Linked DNA regions of Mus musculus: all the other regions are linked to region 1. The links are chromatin contacts, called in public promoter capture Hi-C maps. All regions are on one chromosome and are shown on one strand. Each heading gives the region's core, a stretch centred on a gene start, on an enhancer-like site or on the middle of the called end of the contact. The rest is flanking DNA. Distances are from core to core; before and after follow the strand shown.

The links. Promoter capture Hi-C pulls out the DNA fragments that hold promoters and counts their contacts.
Region 2: a promoter capture Hi-C map of the HPC-7 cell line shows a contact between it and region 1, with 5 times the contacts expected there. The contact joins the enhancer-like site here to the promoter of F630028O10Rik in region 1. A contact is called at or near these places in 10 of 39 promoter capture datasets (the 3T3-L1 cell line, the C10 cell line, the HPC-7 cell line and 5 more).
Region 3: a promoter capture Hi-C map of neutrophils shows a contact between it and region 1. The contact joins the promoter of Msn here to the promoter of F630028O10Rik in region 1. A contact is called at or near these places in 9 of 39 promoter capture datasets (3T3-L1-derived adipocytes, the HPC-7 cell line, hematopoietic stem and progenitor cells and 4 more) and 1 of 9 other capture datasets (liver).

What each region holds. Positions count from the first base shown.
Region 1 is chrX:96,238,605-96,241,283 of GRCm38.p6, forward strand. F630028O10Rik (RIKEN cDNA F630028O10 gene) reads left to right here and starts at 1,322. Exons shown (of 3, transcript NR_030718.1): 1 at 1,322-1,392; 2 at 1,809-1,909; 3 at 2,434-2,679.
Region 2 is chrX:96,019,302-96,021,980 of GRCm38.p6, forward strand. No RefSeq gene overlaps it. Among named protein-coding and RNA genes, the nearest start is that of Gm41897, 34 kb to the left of the region's middle. Within about 2 kb of position 1,335, at least 45 of the 459 cell types and tissues checked have an H3K27ac peak or open chromatin away from gene starts, as enhancers often do. A contact at or near this core is called in the HPC-7 cell line, where this site is marked.
Region 3 is chrX:96,094,690-96,097,368 of GRCm38.p6, forward strand. It overlaps Msn (moesin), which reads left to right and starts at 1,356. Exons shown (of 13, transcript NM_010833.2): 1 at 1,356-1,554. The coding sequence starts at 1,543.

The sequences.
Region 1 (2,679 bases), core at 72-2,571:
ACATTTCAAATGCTATCCCCTTTCCTAGTTTCCTCTCCAAAATTTCCCTATACCCGCCCCCCACCCCCTGCCCTGCTCCCCAACCCATCCACTCCTACTTCCTAGCCCTGGCATTCCCCTGTACTGGGGCATATAATCTTTGCAAGATCAAAGGCCTCTCCCCATTGATGGCCTACTATGGCCATCTACTGCTACATATGCAACAAGAGACACAAGCTCTTGGGGGGGGGGTACTGGTTAGTTCATATTGTTGTTCCTCCTGTAGGGTTGTAGACCCCTTTAGCTCCTTGGGTATTTTCTCTAGCTCCTTCATTGGGGGCCCTGTGTTCCATCCAATAGATGACTATGAGCATCCACTTCTGTATTTGCCAGGCACTGGCATAGCCTATACCTTCAGATCAAGCTATATACTGGGAGACATTCCAGGTAGTGTTGAGAGGTTTAGCCCTGATGTTGAGAGCTCACTTACTTCCATAGTGGATACATCCTAAATTATATGGTCTTCAAGAAGACCTGGTAGGTGCTGGCTTCTCAAGAGAATTGCCCTTTGTGATGTATTCAGGGATACATTGGGTCCCACCCAGCTGTGACCTGGTATTTACTTCCACAAAGGTGCTGTTACAAAGATAAGGCAAATAGGAACTCCCATTTCTGGAGATAAAAAACCAAAAACTTCTACATTGTCTATTCATTACTCTTTTAAAACTTTTCTATAGGTTGGGATCTAGAATCATGGGAAGAACAGTCATACCCCAAAGAGAACTAGCTTGTTTTTAAAAGGGGGTGAGAGTGAATATATTACATTTAGTTTGTGCTAGGCCTTGACGATTATGTAGCTGATTCTTTATTTCAGGAAAGAAGTAAAAGTGCATGTTAACAAAATAAGATTAACACAGGCTTGGTGGAAATTGTGTGGTATCAAATTTCAGATTTGCCACAAATTTGCTTCCATTTTTACATTTTGACAATAGATTTTCATTAGATAAATAGCTCTGATATTTAAAGATTCCCTCAATTGCTCTAGGGAAACTTCCTTGCTTCATAGGCAGAACACAAAGGAAACTTGTACTTCCTGCTTTCCCACTCTGTAGCATGGGAAGTCAGTGTTTTTGGAGGTTGGTTGAGAATGGGTGGAGACAGAGCAGTAGGGGCTATTGCTGCATTAGCAACTACTCCTTTCACAATAGCTCTGTTTTGTCATTTTGTACCCAGATTTCCGTTGGTTAGCCTCAACTTTATCTTCCTCATTTCTGTTTCCTCTTCATGACACCAAGAGTCCTTCAGAACATGTGACCTTCCTGCTCACAACATAAAACTCAGCTTTCTGTGGCCTCTATAGTTCGGCTCAGCACCTATATCCCATCCAAGACAAAGGCACCACTTCAATGACAGGTATAGTATCTACTTGTTCTCTTAGATTCCCATGCTGAAACAGTGCCCACAACAGCTTTCAGTGTTCTGGATATGCCTAACTGACTCTCAGATCCCAGTTACTGATAAAGGGTCAAAGATAAGACTGATGAAGGTTTCTATTCACTTTCTATCCATGTGATAGAGAGAAGGGACACAAAAATTTCTAACAAATGATGGCTTTTAGAAGATAGTCATGTAGAAGTTAAATGCTTATCAGAGCCAGGAGTTAGGAGTTCTAAATAGCATTTTAAATTTTGTTCTATATCTGTTACTTTTCTTTGGGTGAGTTGTTTCTATAGTCTAGCACTCAGTGTTTGAGTCCCTTTTGCAGAGAAGAGAAAGACAAAGGTGAGATGCTATTTAATGTCTTAGCCTCTATGTCTCTTATTTTGAAGGTTACCAGTCTTTGGTTGGGAAAGAAGATGAGACTGCTGCTTGAATGTACACCTCTAGGCAGAGCTGAACATCCTTTAGAAAACTGCTGGTGGTCTGAAAGGTATGACTAAAACATGAAAGGTTCTTTTTTTTCTAGTTTTGTAAGTCACTACTCCAATTTCAGAATTTAAAAGGCACATAGACGTGAGGACAAATATATATGTGAGGAACAGAGGTCCTGAGAGAAGAAAAGGTAGTTTCCCAAGGCCACACAGAAAACCTGTACTACAACTCAGTCTAAGCCCAGGACAGTGTCCTTTTTCTTCTGCTTTAGGAGGACTGAGATACCAAGAAATAATGGGTATCCTGCAACTGAGGCAGGTGACTCTCCTTATATTGAAAAAAATCTGGATATTAAGACATGGTCCTGAGTACTTCTTTATCACCAAATATATTTTCTGATATGTGGCTTATTCTGGACATTTATAGATTTTTGGTAAAATCTTATACCTCTTTTACCAAGCTTATGCCTTTCAATTTGCGTCATGAAGACTGACTATGTAGTCATCTATGTCTTCATTCTTATGGGTCTGACTAACTTTAATCAACTAAACTTGCTTCTCTTATATGTATTCCTCTGAATAGGTGTGAACTGGAACATCAAGAATGAAAATGAAATAGTCCCTTACCCAGCTTAAGGACTGACTTCTCCATCAATCCTGGAAAACAGTATTTATAATAATCTATTAAGTCAGTGCACTAGAACTCTTTAGCCCCTTTCATGGCTCTTTTCCAGTGTTCTTGGGTTATGTGAGGTCGGATAGGGCAATTGAGAGGCTATGGATATCTCTAAAGTGTCTAGCTCTCCTTACAGCAGATGATAAGCAGAGA
Region 2 (2,679 bases), core at 85-2,584, 220 kb before region 1:
AGATGAAAACTGAGGCCATCAGCTACTTTGTTTCCAGACTATCTCATGGTACAATGACACTCTACCCCAGATATTCATCTATAGCCTCCTAAATCTGACTGCTTTGCCTGTGGCAAAACCAAACCAAACCAAACCAAACCAAACAAACAAACAAACAAGCTAGAACAAACAAACAAAACAAACAAACATCCCCTCCTAGTCTTTTTCTCAACAGAGCTCTTCGAGGCTTCCTGTTTCTGGTGGATGGATAGGAAGAATGTCATCCAACACACACTTTTTGAATGGATCCCTATCATTAGGAGCGTCCAGAAGGTTGTGTGACTAAGACCAGACTGTGTCTGACCCTATCTGGTAAAGCTGTCATCTTGGCCATCCTGGCCAACCCTTTTTTTAAAAAAGTAGTTGCCTTGGCTAGGTGTCAGGCCGGGCCTGCATGCTCATCTCAGACCCATAGAGGGCAACCAAGACCAGTTTATGAGAATGTTTCTGGGTGTGGCCTTTCTCTCTCTCTGCTTCCTTTCCAGTGCTTGTAAAATTCTAGAACCACAGGCTGTCAGAATCATAGTATAGGTTAGATAATTTGTATTTACATCTCTTCATAACAGAGATGAAGCACTGGATATAACTCTGTAGTAGAGCATTTGCCTAACATGCTCAAGACCCTGGGTTTCATCTAGAAGAAACTGAGGCCTAAAGAAGGGTTAGAACAGTCTAAACTGAAATAATTATATATTCTCTGTCAACTTGAATTAGAACCCGTATTTCTTGGGTCCTGTTTACGAACTCATATATAAAGTCCAATAAAATGCTTCCTTCCTTCATGATTGTGGCAACTGAGGCGCAGGAAAGAACTTGGCTAAGGTAATAGAGTTGTGGCAGAGCTAGGATAAAATTCAAATCCTCTAAACAACAGCCCAGGATTCTTTCGCACAATGGCAGGATTCAGCGCATTCTCTTTGCTACAGGTGAAAAGGACGCAGAGAGGGGATGATCTTTACCAGCAGCTGCTGAGTACATTAGTGGCTGTTGGCTGCCTTTTACATTTGGGACTGAATGAAAATTGGGTCCCAAACTTTTAGTCTTAGAGAGACCCCCAATAGCTTAGTGCCCCAATGTATCTCAGAATTATATTTCAGAAGTTCTGGTTAGTCATTACTTGTTTTGTCCCCAAGAGCCTGGCATCTGTGGTAAACTGTGTGTGTAGGAGGGGCTGTCCATCTCTGTTCAAGCTCTCCCCTCCACAGGAAAAAAAATTCTCTTAACAAAAACCTCACCTCATTTCTCCCCTGTCAAGGCCTCAGGCTTTGAGAGTGAGAGGATGAGTCACTCTGTGCCCACAGTCGCCTCTGTGGAGAACATAATTGCTAGCTAGGATGTCACCATAGCACCCAGCCATCACATTTGCAGAGCTTGTTTTTGTCAAAGCTCTTTCCTATCTTTATTTTCGCCGCTACTTCCCTAAGCCCCAGGGAGCCAGATGAGGCAGAAGATGTCATTACCTCTTCTTTTACAAAGAAGAAAATGACTTGTGAGGGATGGATAAGGGACACATGACCAAGTCTAGGACAAACCGAGACTAAGTCTCCAGAACCTTAATTTTCCAAGTTTCTGGAGTGTTCTGCATCAATACCCATATCCCCAGAGGAAGTAGCAGCATCCGTCTAGTACCTGGTAGCAGTTACATCTTTCATTTATTAATCAGTAAGCTGTGGCCAGATACTGTGCTAGCCTTTCATTGGAAACAAAAAGCCCAAAACAAACATCTGCTCAAGCCCTGTCCTTCAGTGTTTATGATTTACATGTTGGTCATGTCACTGCCCCACCCAATGGCAATTGTCTTCCTTTGGACAAAGTGATCCAAACAGTGACTTTCCACTGATGGTGCTGAACCACCTTTATGATTTTTCTCAGAGCACTTGATTAGGAGTCAGAAGGACTAACATTCTCCATTCAGTTTTCCATGCTTCACTTTGCAGCAAAGGATACACCTATGGGATGAGTTTCCACATCTGCAGAAGGGTAGGATTTGGGAACAGTGGAAATACCCTTGCTATCCTTGGCTTGGGTTGGTAAGATGACTCAGTAGGCATGAGCGCTTGAAGACATGACTTCAGTGCCCAAACTCAGATACAAGTGTTAGAAGAGAATTGTCTTCACGGAGTTATCTTCTGAATACCACAGCACAATAACAACAATAATGATAATAATAAAGAACACATTAATCGTGTCACTTAGGAGAAGACGACGCTAATCCATGGAATCTTCTTTTTGAATGAAAAGTACAGAAGGCCTTGCTATGGGACCATTTTGTATTATGTTATTTTGTTTTATTTTTCTTTTCATTTTCCTTTGAGAGAGGGTCCCAATATACAGCCCAGGATTGCCTGGAACTTACTATGATATCCAGTCTGGCTTCAACTCTCAATCCTCCTGCCTTGTCCTCTAGAGTTGCAATAGCACACTTGGCTTCTCTAAGTTGCTTTGACCTGCTATTTTGCTTCTTGTCTCTCTATGAGCTGTACTAGAAGGAGAGGGGACTTGAACTTCCTAACCACCTCAAATGAACCGAGAAACTCAGGAATCACCAGAAATGTTTAAAGTGGGAAGCTATTTCATTCAGACTCTGGGTTTGAGGAGGAAGTAACAGAGAATGGGGTGGGGTGAAGGGAAGGTGGCAAA
Region 3 (2,679 bases), core at 106-2,605, 140 kb before region 1:
GAAAGAACCTTGGAAACCCTGTAGTTTGGTCATTGTTAAGGAAGGGGAAACTCAATACTAGAGGGGGGAAGGGAATTACCCAAGAAAGTGCAGAGGACACAGGCTGAGTTCATGATGAAACAATGATCTGAAGCCTGGTGAGTGTTGAGGTGTCCTTTCCACTATTCTGTGTTTGACTCTCCATCACTGAGGTATATGGTAATTTACTTCATGAAAGACACACAACCCATGCTCCTGCACAGTTGCCAGAACTGGAGGGCATATATCACCCGAGAGTCTTATACTCTTATCAAAAAGTGAATGTCTGCCTGGTATTGTCTGAGCACTAAGGTGGTAGAAACAGGAGGACTGGGAATGCAAGTCAACTGGCTGCTGTTAGTGCGCTGTGTCAAAGCAAGTGAATGTATAGAACCGGTGTCAGACATCTGCAATCTAGTTGAGGTAGTAGGATTATGAGTTCAAGACAAACCTAAGCCAGTGTCTTAGAACTGAGAGTTCAAGACAAACCTAAGCTAAATAATGAGTTTAGAGCCAGCTCTGGTGACAGACAAAACAAATCCAAAATGTTGGGGAAGGACTAAGGAAAAGACCAAGACACTGATGTGAGGAGAGTGGGAATTGGAGGACTGAAAGTGAACATAGAAGACAGATAATTGGAAAAGGATCCCAGTTCTGGAGAAAATGAAATAAATAAATAATAAACAAACAAACAAACAAACAAACAAATAAATACAAGGTCGAAGGAAATGTCACAGGTTAAATGAGTCCTCTAGAAGGGAGTGAACTGTTGAGGAGGAGCTGAAGTTTAGCCCAGAAGTTTCCTGAGGAGTAGCAGAACTCTCAGGAGCTGCTATGGACAGCAGAGGATTTGTTGTGGTCCCAGGGAACTTAGGTGTGGCATGATTGGAGGTCACAGAGAAAAAGAGGAGTTCAAATGTCCACAAGCGGGAACTTTCTAACCAACAAGGCTTCCTAGAGAGGGAACTCAGCAGTTCTACTAGGCAACGGGTTCCCAACATTGGTAACTCATGGTTCAGGGCTGAAAAGCATCTGCTAGGGTGTGGCCCCCCAGTCAAGCTCTGGCTCAGACTGGGGGCGGAGTCAGATGGTCGAAACTTGGAGGGAGGGGGGCAGTGAGGAAAGGTGGGAGGGGGCAGAGTGGGCACTAGTGGGGAGTGGGAGTCCTTGGGGAGTTTTGGCCCCGAGCCTGGCCCCCCACGTGGCCAGAGTAGCCTCTCTGGGCTGGGCCGGGCTGGGCGGGGCGATGCCCGAAGCCGCGGGCAGGCTGGCGGGAGGGCGGGGAGAGGCGCGGAAGCCCGGCCACATAAAGGAGCGAGCAGCGCAACGGGGGCGGCTCTTTCCTGGGTGGGGTTTGTAAAGTCGTGGCCCGTTAGCAGGAAGCGGAGCAGTCGCCCAACGCTAGAGTGGGACCCAATCTGAGCACCCGGTTCTCCGGAGTCCTTGCCGAAGTGTACTGCGCGCTCAGAGCAGCCCGACAGTTTCCAGCCAAACTTCACCAACTCCTCTGCCCTTGCCGCCACCATGCCGAAGACGGTGAGTGCCGACAACTAGCGCGGTCGGCCCTGGGGGCTCCAAGCTTGACCCTTGCCACTTTATGGCTTCGGGCTTGGTTGCTCACAGGCCTGCCGGGGATGCTGGGCTGTCCACTAAGGCCCTAGGAAGGAGAAGATAGTGGAGCCCTAATTTGAGCGCTCTAGAGGGTGACAGGGTGTACAAACTAGAAGTGTGGATAAGGAGGAGCCAGCCTTTCTCGGGTTCCAGTTCCCCGCCTCTGGGATGAGACAGTGGAAACTCTTTGAGGGACTGGATCAATCCCCTATTCTAAAGGGTCGTTGGGAACTGGGGAAACGACTTTACTTTTGAGAACATTTCCCCGGCCCAGGAATTGGCGCCTTTCTGTAGCAAAGCTATCACTGTCTCAGAAGAGCCCCCAAGCTTACAGAGAAGCGGGGAGGAGAGAGGAAGTTGCCCAGGGCGGATCCCGCACACCCATCCACCTTTCCCATAACCGCCCCTCTTCTACCCCACTTCTGCTCTGTCCCCTTCCACCGCGTCTTAGCCCCAACTGCTTTCCCCAGGGAAATGAAGATTTGTGAAGGGTCTCATCAACTGGGTTACTTTACCCAGGGGTACAAACACTTCATTAGGCACAAGTCTGTGGAGGGGCCCACACAACCCACTGGAAGACAGGGCAGGTTTCTCTTCCTCTATTAAATCCCTGTCAGACATAGTGCCTCTCTATCCCCTCAGGACCGTTTTGTGAGGTATAGGTTTTCTCCTGTGGGGGCCACACCTATCTAGTGTGGTGGTTGATTTGAGATCTGGTCTCCACCCCACTGGCTGTTGCTCGCAGAAGCCTCCAGGGAGTGAGGCCTAGGGGGGCCGGATGCCCAGTAGGGAGGGGTGGGGGAGGGGTATGTGCTTGACTAATGAGCTCTGCTTGCTTTTGTGCAAGTCACGCCAGGTCCTTGCTCATGAAGGCCCTATGACCACCGTGAATTATGTTTCTTAGGTAATGGGGCTTGCTGGGCTCCCATGTTGTATATTGCTAGCCTACCCATCTCTCTAGTACTGCCTGAGCCTGGTAGAACTGAGACAGTGACTAGGATGCTGGAGAAGGGATGAGGGTGCCTCGGAAGAGAGGAGAGTGAATAGATA